2 separate regions of the Capsicum annuum genome follow, and region 1 is linked to region 2. Evidence: chromatin contacts called from public Hi-C data. All regions are on one chromosome and are shown on one strand. Each heading gives the region's core, a stretch centred on a gene start, on an enhancer-like site or on the middle of the called end of the contact. The rest is flanking DNA. Distances are from core to core; before and after follow the strand shown. Region 1 has its middle 5.3 kb from the start of LOC107847728. Region 2 holds the start of LOC107847799 (xyloglucan endotransglucosylase/hydrolase protein 31).

Region 1 (7,147 bases), core at 3,202-5,701, 36 kb before region 2:
CTTCATCTCATAAATAAGAAGATAATTTTACTAATGTATCCCTTAAAAATTTTTTGAGAATTTTACAAACAAGTGTGAATACTTTTAAAAAAAATTAATTGCAAGTGTAATAAGAAAAAAATTAATTAATGCCTTTTTAATTTCATAAGGCGATCAACTAATATTGGACAACTATTTTTAATAAAATGACCAATAAATATGGAACGCAAGGAGTAAATAAATATTTAAATAGATATATCCTTATAATATTTAAAAACTTTGAATATTGAAGGGCAATGTGTACACAATTTCTTAAATTAAGACCTGTCAATAATCAATCCCATTAATTGTGAAAATTAATACTATAATTAACAATTTAAGTATGTAGTTTAAGTGAATCCAATATAGTTAAAGTAATTGTATCGTCATATAATTGATTTCATTTAATTAAAGTATTAAGTGAAGAAGCAGACAACTCTTTGTAAACATGTTTGCTTCCTTCAGCTGCTTCGTGATTTTACTATATTATCCCTAATTAATTATTTTAAGTCATTTATATATAAGAAAATTAATAATACTTAATTAAAAAAAGATAAAATAGACATTTACGACATATCTGTTTCAACTACTTCAATCATAGTTTTATTATATCACCTCAAATTAATTATTATAAGTCACCTAAGTATTAAAAAATTAATAATATTTAATAAATAATAAAATAGATATAAATGATAAATCAATTTTTGATATTTTAAATTAATAGGACATCTTATGTTTGCTTCATGATTTTACTATATTATCCCTAATTAATTATTGTAAGACATTTACATATTAGAAAATTAATACTCATATTTAATAAAAGAAAGGTAAAATAGACATTTATGACATGTCTACTTCAGCTACTTCAACCGTAATTTTATTATATCACCCCTAATTAATTATTATAAGTCATTTAGGTATTAAAAATTTAATAATATTTAATATAAATAAAATTGACATAAAATGATAAATTAATTCTTGATGTTTTAAATTAACATGACATCTTATATGAGACTCATTTTAAAAAAAAATTACAAATATTTTCTCATAGTAATTTTGTTATGTCACTTCTAATTAGGTATTATAAGTCATTCAGGACATATCCACTTCGCTGCTTCAATCATAAAATTTGGTTGACTCTCGAATTTATTTCAGTGCTACTTAAATTGGAATAGAAGAAAAAGTATTATAAATCATAATAATTAAAACTTAAATTATTTTAAGAATATAATTGAAAATCAATGCCACAAAAATTTGGATAAGGAGCGTAACATATATTATTTAAAAATTACATAAAAAATATTATAAATTACAATAGCTAACAATTTAAAATATTTAAAAACATATTAAGAATATAATTGATTATCTAAATTATATTTGTGTCACGTAAATTTGGGATAGTTTTGACATTTTATAATTTGCATGTTTTATTGTTTTAATTTATTAATTTGTTGATCCAAATAATGTTTTTGAATTTAACTTGTTTTAAAAATTTAGTACTTTGTTTATTTTAATTTATTTACTTTATTTTGGTAAAATATTATATAATTAAAAATTATGCAAAAAAATAATTATAACTCATAACTATTAACATCTTATAATATTTTTAAAACATATAGTAAAAAATATGATTGACTTTTGAAACTTTAATAGTGTCACATAAGTTGCGATAAAGCAAGTAACATAAATGATTTGAAATTACATTAAAAGATACTAAAATCACAAAAATTAACAACTTAAAATATTTTTAAAAATATATTAGTAAAAAAAATTTGACTGACTCACTAAATTCTAAAATTGGGACAAAGCGAGTAATATAAATTACTATATTACATAAAAGATAGTAATTACTATAAATCACAATGATTAACAACTTAAATTATTTAAAAAAATTTAGTAATAAAAATTTGATTGACACTCCAACTGTTATTTGTGCTATATAAATTGAGATAACGTAAATAACATATGTTGGGCCCGTGCTGCCACGAGCTACAGTATCTAGTGTTAAACATAGCCATCAATCAATTTTCAATATTCTTCCGAAAAAATAAATGAAAGTAAAAGTGCATAACTCTTTCAATTATATTTTATTTTCGTTCATTGTATTTAATATCTGCTTTGAGGCTTTATTATTTGAAATATACATAAAGCCTCAATTTATTTAGACGAAAATTCACTTTAGGACTCGACTAATATGAATTCATACTGAAAATTTATATTATTTTGGGTTTAACTAATCTAAATTTGTGTCTAACAGTCCTACTTTAAAACCTGACTAATTCATATTCACATAGAAAATCTCATAATCTCAATTTGTTATTGTCAAAGAAAATTTTCTGACGTAAAGATAAATTAATCTGACTTTAAAGTGGTAATAGACATCGGATGAAAAACTAATAGTACTATAATAGAAAAGAATTTAGTGAATAAATATCTTTTGTCTCTAAATTAAAAGAAAATTATTGCTAATCTTATTTAACGAACGAATTATTAAAAAATCTTGTTTATTAAAGTTATTTAACGATGAATTTTGTAATTTGACGGATTATTCTATAAATGAGGTAATAATAAATTATTTTAACTTTGTCATTTAGATGTCCCTTTTATTTATTTTCTTTATTTCTCTAGGTAGGATTGTCAATTATGAACACTTATAAGATGGGGAAAATTGACTTGACCTTCCCTAACTAATATATTGCCTGTCTACCAACATGGGTTGTGGTGCAGCGGATGGGGCTTCTCCACTTTAACCAGAGATCGAGGGTTCGATCCTGGGCATGGAAAAAACTTTGTTGGGAGCGCTACCCCCGAATGGAGCCTTACCCGGCGCCAATCCAGATTAGTCAGGCTCCAATGCGGATACCGAACACCGAATGGAAAACCTAAGAAAAATATTGTTTGTCTATTTTTTATTACCGGAAAATAATATCTCGTGATCACTTACAATTTAAATAAAAAAAAATATTTTTAATTTTTTTTTCTAATATGTTATTTATCAACATTCTTATCCAAATTTCAACTTGTTAGCTTTGTATGATCACTTCTTAATTAGAGTCTCCACTAATTTAAAGTAGGTAAAGAACCATATTATATGCTTTTTAAAATTATAATAATATTTTAAATACTAATAAAATAATATTATAACTATATATAGTTATTAATATCACATGGTGCTTGACTTGAGATTAGAAATTTTGGTTTCATATGACGTAAATGATAATTTTCTTTTTTTGATTCTTTGATCTTTAATTTGTCTAATGCATTAACGTGTCTTTGGGACAAGATATCATCACTAATTAATTTTAGAACGAACTTATTTCATAATTTATTAGTATATAATGTATGAGATAATTTTTCTTGAAATTAATTCTCTCAAAATTATAGTGTTATTTTTATTCCATCTGAGAGTGAGATAACTGATCCTGGAATAACTTTTTTCCCAATCAAACGAAGTTGATCATTTTGTCATATATATATATCAGATTATTTATCTACTTACTAAATCAAGATAAAATTAATTAATTACAAAAAATCTACTTTACCCCTACAATCAATATTCTTTGAAACGTCAACGTGGTCCATCCAAAAAAAAAGAAAGAAAGAAAGAAAGAAATTAAGAAAAAAATAAACATTATATCTTTTTTTTATTATTATTTTGATGAAGCCTACAATGATCTCAAGAAGGAAAACCCAAAGATTTTTGTTTTTTTCTATATAAAATATAAAATATCCCTTGACTGATTTATCAATACTTGTTTTTTGGTTCTAATGATTGAGAAATTCGTCTAATAATAAACTCAATAATAATAATAAATCGAATTTTCTATTTTTCTCCAGGTAAATATCAAACCTATATATCTTATTTAGCTAAATTTCAAAATTTGCTTAGTACTTGGAAATATGTTTCTTTTCAATATATTGATGCGTAATCAAAATTCTAAAAGTGTTTATTGAAAAATATATTATTTTCAACTTTTTAAAAAGTATTTTTTGTTGCTATTTATTATTTAAAAATATTTATTTGTCATAAAAATTTGATCACGACTTGAACCAGTCACCTAACAATATTTGTTTTTATTACTTTGTTAAGTTATGTTTTATACTAATTCGAATTTGGAATATTTTTTTTGTATGTATGTTTGAGCACATGGAATGTTATGTTGTCTTAAGTTGATTATTGGATGCCCCACCTTATTATTTTCTAAAATTGTTTCTTATTTTTTAATAAATTCATATTGCCAAATTCCAAATACAATTGGAAAATATCTACTCTGCCAATTTCATTGTTTACGATATTTTTATTATCGCATTATTTTATTGTTATTTTTATTGTCTTTTTTGTATTTGTTGTTTCTTAATTCTTTGTGCTTGGATATACTGAACTTGAATCGAGGGTCTATCAAAAACAACGTAACGTTTCTACTTCTACGAGATAGTAATATGATTTGTGTACGCTCGATCTACTCTCTCCAGATTCTACTTATGAGATTTTACTGAGTATGTTATTGTTGTATCTATTCTGCCAACTATAAATAAATCCTACAAAAAGAAAAATTTAACATATAGTTTTCTTTCATATTATCATATGTTTGAGGGTCGGAGTGGGGCAGTGGCGGACCCAAAATTTAGGCATCATGGGTGTTTCAGGAGGTTGGGGCACACGTATTGACATTCAAAGTTTTAAAATTCCGCATGAAAATCAAAGTACCCAACTATCTTTTTTATTTCGAGCATGCTTTTTTTCGTCTTATATCAATTTTTATACATTTTTCTATATAATTATACTATTCTGTATCGAGTTTAACACGTACTTGAACTTAGGTCCGCCCCTGGGGTGGCATGGGATTGGGGGAGGGGGTTGATATTATGATAGTGGAGCAGTAATTAGTGGAAATCTAGCATGTGCATGCATGAATTTATATATATAGGTCAACTATAAATAAATTTAAAGGCGGAATCAAAATTTAAATTTTAAGACTAATAAATTATAAATTCATGAAACGTAAGATTAAAATAATAAGATTTAAAGGCTAATAAGGATCGATTTTCCTGCCAATGTACTCCTTTTCAATTGAGTTTGTCATATCGAATTTATTTAATATGTTTTATATTTTCTGTGTGATTTACGAGTTATTATATACCAAAGATAGTGCATTATCCTAAGGTTTCAAGACAAATTATGGCTGTCCAAAAATAATTTAATTAGTGGTGTGTAATGTATTTGACTTTGTGAGATAATGTTTTTCAGTTGCTTACAACTATTGAACCACCAAATATATTAATTAATCATGGACCAAAAATGTGTTAGGCTAATTTTCATAATTCCACTAGTAAACATAAATAATTTAATGTCCATAACACAAGGATACGTGTGAATTCAAATCACCTAGTAAAGTTTAATCTAAAATAATTTTAATTTATCCATCAAATCATCACGAATGCAATAAAGTACTCAAAAGTGTTTCGAAAACAGTCTTTCTACGTGCACGAGATAGAAGGTAATGTTTGCATACACCCTATCAACCCAGACTCCACCTTGTGGGATTACACTGGGATGATGTTTGTTTCAGTGTTTTCGAAAACAGTCTCTCTACCTCCACGAGATAGAAGGTAAGGTTTGCAAACACCCTACCGGCCCGGACTAGCCTCTCTACCTCCATGAGATAGAAGGTAAGATTTGCATACAGCCTACCGACCCAGACCCCACCTTGTGGGTGGGATTACACTAGGATGATGTTGTTTTTCAGTGTTTTTGAAAACAGCCTCTCTACCTCCACGAGATAGAAGATAAGGTTTGCAAACACCCTACCGGGCGGGACCAGCCTCTCTACCTCCACGAGATAGAAGGTAAGCTTTGCATACACCCTAACAACTCGGACCCCACCTTGTGGGATTACACTAGGATGATATTGTTCAGCGTTTTTGAAATTAGTCTCTCTACCTCCACGAGATGGAAGGTAAGGTTTGCATATGCACCCTACCGACCCAGACCAGACCAGACACCACTTGTGGGATTACACTGGGATGATGTTGTTTTTAGTGTTTTCGAAAACAACCTCTCTACCCCCACGAGATAGAAGGTAGGGTTTGCATACACCCTGCCGACTAAACCAGTCTCTCTGCCTCCACAATATAGAAGGTAAGATTAGCATACACTCTATTGATCCAAACCCCAACCTTGTGGGATTGCACTAGGATAATGTTGTTTTCAGTGTTTTCGAAAACAACATCTCTACCTCCACGAGATAGAAAGTAAGATTTGCATACACCCTACAGACCCAAACACCACCTCCTTGTGGGATTACATTGGGATGATGTTGTTTTCAGTGTTTTCGAAAACAACCTCTCTACCTCCACGAGATAGAAGGTAAGATTTGCATACACCCTACAGTCACAAACACCACCTCCTTGTGGGATTACATTGGGATGATGTTGTTTCAGTGTTTTCGAAAACAACCTCTCTACCTCTACGAGATAGAAGGTAAGGTTTGCATACACCCTGCCGACCTAAACCAGCCTCTATACCTCTACGATATAGAAGGTAAGATTTGCATACACCCTATCGACCCAGATCCCAACCTTGTGGGATTACACTGGATGATGTTGTTTTCAGTGTTTTCGAAAACAGCTTCTCTACCTCCTCCACGAGATAGAACGTAAAATTTGCATACACTCGACCAACCAAAATCCCACCTGGTGGGATTACACTGAGATGTTGTTTTTGCCTCAGCTGAAATTTTATCGTGACACCTCATAGTTCTCATTGATCGACCACTAAACCACGTCTTTGGGTGCAAACAAACAAGTAACCCATGGAACAAAGGACAACCCAAATATGTGCATGGAAATTCCCTTTTTTGTTAAGGGCAAATGACATAAATTCCGATAGTTTGGAGTTTAATTACAAAAAATTTTGATATTTTGTATAATTATTGAAATTTTCAATTTTGTTCTTTCAAGATACATAATTAGCTCCTGATACATCCAACAAAGATACATTTTTTCCTTTGTCCAACGGAGATATATTTTTTCCTTTTTAAAGATACATAATTAACCCTCGCTATATTTTTCCGACTTTGGGTCTATCGTGATATACAATTAGCTTCCAATAAATCCAACGAAGATATAA
Region 2 (6,918 bases), core at 1,516-4,015:
ACACACCCGAACTTTAGGGAGGTTCTATTACCCCTGGACTAATTAAAATCGTATTTTTGACAACTTCAGTGCCTACGTGGACCCTTCAGTGTGTTGTGCCACATATGTGCCACATATGTGCCACGTAGACATTAAGGTTGTCAAAAATACGATTTTAATTAGTTCAGGGTAATAGGACACTTCTAAAGTTCGAGTGTGTCTCAGTCTTTTCACGTATAGTTCAAGATGGTAATAGAATATTTTCTCTTAGTCATATACAAACTGTTATTTTGTAAAAAAAAATATTTTTTCGAAAAGCACTTCTAAGGAATGCATTTTTTAGAATAATCAAATTCTGAAATATAGGTCAACCAGGATATGAAAATATGTGAGCAAGAGAATTTTATGAAATTCCAATTGTATATCTTTATTTATTTAATTACATTTCAGTCTTATTGACGATGTAGATTTTATAATATCGAAGTGATGGTATAAATAATTAACATGAAATTTTTAATTTGAAATTAAGAGTTCAATTAAACATGGAGTAAAATAATTATGTATCTTATCTCGAAAGTGTTATTCATTATCCTCCTAAAGTGTCTTAAAAATTTCATAAACTCATGAAATATTCATAAAGAGATCATGATTCTATTTTTTTGATAATCAAATACAGAAGTTCCACAAAATCCCCTTTCATTGAGATCAAATTTAATTTTTTTTTATTTTCTAAAAATTCACTACTAATAGCCCTCGAATTACGGGTATCCATATTATTTATCAATAAAAATTCTTATTTCTTAAAAATAATAATAATGGTTTCTAAAAGAATATCAAATAAATGAGTAAAGAAATTGTAATTATGTAGCATTATACAACTACTTCATTAATAACCAATTATTCATTGACATTATGATAAAATAAAATAGAGATAGAAGATACACCCAAAAATATATATCATATCATTTTGAAGAAAAAAAAAAGGATATGATGAATAGATGATAAACCAAATGGATATGTACAAAATGATGTCAAACTCCAATTTGTAATTATTAAACTTTGAGTTTGATGTTTAATTAATTTGGAAATATATAAAGTTATATTGAAATTCTCTTTACTTTGATTGTTGATATTAAAATTTGTCACTTTAAGAAATGGCAGTTGAAGAAAACGAAACGAAAGAAAAACAAAAGATATATACAGAGTATGTTCGGTACGAAGAAAAATGTTTTTTTTAGGATAAATAAATAAATTTTCTTTAGACATATATATAAGGGCGGAACGGGGGGAGGGGCGTGGGTGCGTGGGTGGGTGGGGTGGGGGGGTTCATGGACGTGGAATAAAGATGAGGTGTGTGGAAGAATGAGGATGACGATCACACAATTAATATGAAATATCACTCGTAGGATTTATTTTCTGTATTTTCATTAAAGAAGTCATTTATTTAAAAATAAATATCGAACATGAAAAAATAAAAAAAAATATTCTCCACCACCCTACTACGATCATAAATTTATTAATCTGAGCCAACTTAATACACGTCAATTCCATTTCGCCAAATTAATTAATAAAATTACCTATCACTATAATTTTTTCTTAAAAAAGAAATTGCGTAAATATGTTCTTGAGAACATACTCCATAAAGGAAATAATAATAATAATAACGATAAGTGCTTGAAAAGGAAAAAAAAAAAAGAAAAAAAAAAAGAAGAACGAAAATTCCACTTATGACATTTCTTCCTTTATCTTCATAATTTGTTTTTAAGCTTTCCATATCTAAAATCCTAACCAACTAAATTTTGTTGATAAAAAAGAGGCAAAAAAAAAAAAAAAAAGATACATACTAATGAACATATCACCTTTTTAAAAATATTTTTGGTATTATATTGGAGGATATATCAAGATACCCTAGTGCACAAAATATCTCGAATTCATATATGATTTGTGAAAGAAATTATATCTTTAAAAGTGTAATTGATTTTGTGACTCGATCGAGTTATAGTCTATAAGTGATAACGAGATAATTTTATTATTGCTCTAAGATTACAAAAAAATTTAATATTTTGCATAATTTATTGAAAAGTTCGATTTTGAGTCTATCGAGATACATAATTAGTACCTGATATATCCAACGAAGATACATTTTTTTTCTTTTACAATAATAGATAATTAGCTTGCAATATATTTTTTCTGATTTTGAGTTTGTCGAGATACATAATACATCCAACAAAAATATATTTTTTTCCTTGTAAAGATACATAATTAACTTACGATGTATTTTTTTCGATTTTGGGTCTGTCGAGATACATAATTAACTCTCTGATATATCCAACAAAGATAAATAATTAGTTGAAATTTTTATAATTATGTTGCAAGGATAGGAATTTGTACGTGTAAATATGATAACTTAAAGTGTATGTTTATATTACATTTCCTTATTCAAATTAGTAATCACTTATAAGTCACATAAAAACAATGAATAGTGAAAATTAAATTCACACTTATTATTTTATGATAATTTTTCACTAAATCACTAGATGTTATAATATAAGCTTTAGCAATTTATTCACAATGGCTTGATTTAATGCATATTATATTATATTAATCAATATTATTCATAACAACAAAACTTTTTTTCTTGATATTATTTGTCATTTTGTACAAGTCCCATCAACCTTCTTATTAGTTCAATTTCTTTATAAGTAGGACCAGTGGCGGAATCATCTTTACTTTGGGGGTTTATCTGAGCCCCTTTTGACGAAAAATTATAATGTTTTTATATTATTTTTATGCATATATAGTAGATGTTAAACCATCTTCGATTAGTTCGTATATATATTTTTGAATCCTCTCAGTGAAAATCCTGACTCCGCCACTGAGTAGGACCTCATATAATAAACTCTTTATATATATACCCCTCTCTATTTGTTCTTCTCACTTCAATTCTACAACAACAATTCTACTACAATTATCACATTACTCATTCAACCAAACATTCATTATATGGCTTTTCTTCTTTATTTATTTTTATTTTTCTTGTTTAATTCAAGATTAAACAATGCTCAAGGCCCCCCTTCACCTGGTTATTACCCTAGTTCTAGGGTACAATCTTTAAAATTTAACCAAGGTTTTAGGAACCTTTGGGGTCCTCAACATCAATCTTTAGACCAAAGTACCTTAACTATTTGGCTTGACAAAAATTCAGGTTTCACCCGTCTTTCTTCTTTCTTTTAGAGTTACGTTTAATGCCTCTCAGTTTGTCAGTTGGTCTTTGGGCTACTGTCAATTCAAATCGTATGTAGTTTTAGATTTCGTGAAGGAATGAATGTGTATGCATTGACATTATACTATATCGGTGTAGTTTAAAATGTGATAACGTATTATGGTATTAATTGAGGCGGGGGGTGGGGGGGGGGGGGGGGGGTGGAGAGAATTTTTAGTTTACAGATTCTGAATTCTTAAAATAAGAACTTTAAGGGTTTGGATGAAATTTTTTATGCCTATTAAATGAAATTCTTACACAAATACGGGCTTTTGACTGAAGTTAATACGTTTTGATAGTTCTGATGAACGTGTAGCTTTCTCTCTAGCCCCGCTCTAGTTATTCATAAATGCTATTATAGGCACGTTTTTCTTATAATGACGACGGTGTACATATCAACCTGTGTCACACCTCGACTAATACATTTACAGATTATGAATTCTAAAAAGGAGATAGCTTTTTGGGGTTTTGAATGAAATTTGTGTGCATATTAAATGAAATTCTTACTGAAAGTTAATACGTCCTGTTGTTTTGATGAACATGTAGCTTTCTCTCTAGCCCTAGTACTCTTGGTATCAATTAATGCGACTATAGACACTTTTTGCTTATAATAACGATGGTGTCAGTATCAACCTGTACTGTCACACCCCGACTAATTACATTTTCACTTTTTCTTTATTACACATTTGTTTTTATTTGAATAAGATCTCATATTTTTTATTTTTCTTGGTATTTTTTTTTTTTTGTGTGTATGTATTATTTGAATATAATGCAGGTGGAAGTGGTTTTAAATCTCTGAAAAATTATCGTTCTGGTTATTTTGGCACTTATATGAAACTACAACCTGGTTACACTGCTGGAATTATTACTTCTTTTTATGTGAGTATTTTATTTATTTAATTATAATTTAATTTAATTTATTATACCCCCCAAAAAATAACTATTTTAGTTTTATTGATTTATATTTTTTTTTTGTAGCTTTCAAATAATCAAGATTATCCAGGGAACCATGATGAAATTGATATTGAATTTCTTGGAACAACACCAAACAAGCCTTATATTTTACAAACAAATGTATATATAAGAGGAAGTGGAGATGGAAATATTATTGGAAGAGAAATGAAATTTCATCTTTGGTTTGATCCAACTAAAGATTTTCATAATTATGCTATTCTTTGGGACCCCAATGAGATCATGTTAGTATTTTTTTAAATTTATTTTAGTCTTTTTCATATTTCTTTATCATAATGTTTTATCAACTTTAAGTCAACATCATCCATGCAAATATTATAATATAAAGTTGAAAAGTAATCATTTTTTTTCATGCTAAAACACTGTGGTGGTATTGTGGATTTCAAACTTTAAAAAAGTGAAAATTTTCAGGATATTTTAATAATTTCATAATAAGAAAAAACTAAATTTCATAATAGTGTCTTCGATTTTATATATATTTCAATGATTAACTATTTTTTAAAATTTGTGTTTATTTATGTTTACAAATATATAAATTGAGTGTAAAAGATATTCTAGTACTATAAAAGATCGATCGCTTACTATTTAATAAGTTGCACCAATTTATGTTTGTTATAGAAATTATTTATAATCTGATATTGTAAAAAATTTCTGTATTGTCGTGTTGTTAAACTCTACATATAAATTAAAAAATGTCATACCATGAGGTCAAGGTATAATTCTATATAGTTACTTATAAATGATCTGATCGTGTAAAATCTTTTAAATTATCATATTATTAAACTTTACATATAAATTAAAAAATGTCACAACATGGGGTCAAGATATATATAATTCTATATGGTTGCTATTTTTGTCAAAAAGCATTATCATCATTTATTAATGTAACCAACATGACCCCATGCCCCCCAAAAAAAAAACCAACAACTACTACTACTACTACTTTTATTTTTGTTTTTTTCTCTAATGTATCTTTCCTAATGTTTTTATTATTTGAATATAATTTTTTTTGTAGATTTTTTGTTGATGATATCCCAATTAGAAGATACCTTAAAAAAAATGATGCAACATTTCCACAAAGACCTATGTATGTATATGGTTCAATTTGGGATGCATCATCTTGGGCAACAGAGGAAGGAAGAATTAAAGCTGATTATCGATATCAACCGTTCGTTGGAAAGTATAGTAATAACTTCAAGCTCGAAGGTTGTGAGGCGAATGAGAGCCCCTCGTGTCGCCGTGCCCCTTCTAGCTCCCCCTCAGGGGGTGGTGGGCTGAGTCGTCAGCAGATAGAGGCTATGTTGTGGGTGCAGAGGAACTATAAGGTGTATGATTACTGTCGGGATCCCAGGAGAGATCATACTCACACACCTGAGTGCTGAACGTTCGTAATTAAATTGAACTCAAATCGGCGTGAAAAAATAAAAGTAGCCTTGTGATGGTCCCATTTGCCATTAGTAGTTGCAAAAAGTAGTTGAAGCGTCCAAGGTGTTTTTTTTTTTTTTACTTTTATTTCTTGAAATTTATATATTAAGTGTATTAAAGTGTTTTACTTAAGTGGAAAAAAGTGTCAAGAAAAAAATGAAGTTGATCTTGGTCTATTTTCGCTAGAACTGCATTTCAATTGTAATTTATCTTTGATCAAAGTGTGTATTTGTTTCTTTATTTATAATTGTTAAAGAAAAAGAAAATATTATATCGCCAAAAATCAAAACTCTCGAGTGATTTTATCTTCGCCAATTTCATGTATACTATTTCATTCTATTTTAACTGTTGTTTTAGATCCTTTCACATTCATCAAGAATTTTTGAAATGACAATTGTTTTCTAAAGTGAAAGAATGTTTTTCGCTCTTACACCTATATAGCATATTCTAATTAAAAATATACTATCATTTTTTAACTTTCGTATTCAGTTAAATATCGTCACATAAGTTATAACAAACAATTAAGAGAGGCCTTAGGTGTGCTTAGGTTTTAAATTGAAGTTAGTGTCCTGACATTCCATGGCCCCCTATTTAATTATTAGCCACAGAACTTGTTCAATACTATTGCTTATGCCACCAACATGGTCATGGTTAATTCAATGATTGGGTACTCTTAGAAAAAACTTCCTAATTTTTACTGGTTCGACTAATTTAAATTGAATCAACTTACTACGGGATGAAACGCGTAACAATATCATTTATCAATCACTTTTCTTTTTGTCTTTAAAATATAGCCATCATTTCGGAGTTCCAAGTTTACATAAGTGGAAGTTCAGTACGTTACCATAGAGTTACCGTTATGGATTTTGAAATTGTGTGGTAACATGTATTTTTCAATTACAGAAATTAAAAATGACTACTAGTGGATTTTACCAGCAAACGTATTCCATGTCAACGTTCGTCATTTTTAAGCTCGAACATAACCCCTTACATGGTCATACTCTTAAAAAATTTAATTTTTTTTTACTCATATACATAATATTGATTTTGAACAGCAAACTTTAAATTTTGAATTCGTCTCTATTCTGCTCAAATTAAATTAAATTAGACTTTAGAATAATGCAATAATGCTAGGTGAGGTGGGGTCTTGCATTTAGTGTATGTTTGTGCTAATGCTAAAGAAGATATAGCAACGTGTAGCCACTAAAATTGCGAAAATGACCATTTGATAAAATAAAATCCAAAGCTAAAGATTGTGAATAGTGTATTTCTGTTGCTAG

What was found. A called contact is a pair of places that touch in the nucleus more often than the background predicts.
Region 1: a contact with region 2 is called in a Hi-C map of leaf, with 2.4 times the contacts expected there. The contact joins the enhancer-like site here to the promoter of LOC107847799 in region 2. A contact is called at or near these places in 4 of 5 Hi-C or Micro-C datasets (bud, leaf and placenta).

What each region holds. Positions count from the first base shown.
Region 1 is chr11:232,553,260-232,560,406 of UCD10Xv1.1, reverse strand. No RefSeq gene overlaps it. Among protein-coding and RNA genes, the nearest start is that of LOC107847728, 5.3 kb to the left of the region's middle. Within about 2 kb of position 4,451, at least 2 of the 5 cell types and tissues checked have an H3K27ac peak or open chromatin away from gene starts, as enhancers often do. A contact at or near this core is called in leaf, where this site is marked.
Region 2 is chr11:232,515,462-232,522,379 of UCD10Xv1.1, reverse strand. It overlaps LOC107847799 (xyloglucan endotransglucosylase/hydrolase protein 31), which reads left to right and starts at 2,765. Exons shown (of 4, transcript XM_016692295.2): 1 at 2,765-3,184; 2 at 4,017-4,120; 3 at 4,220-4,437; 4 at 5,229-5,921. The coding sequence starts at 2,983. The coding sequence ends at 5,595.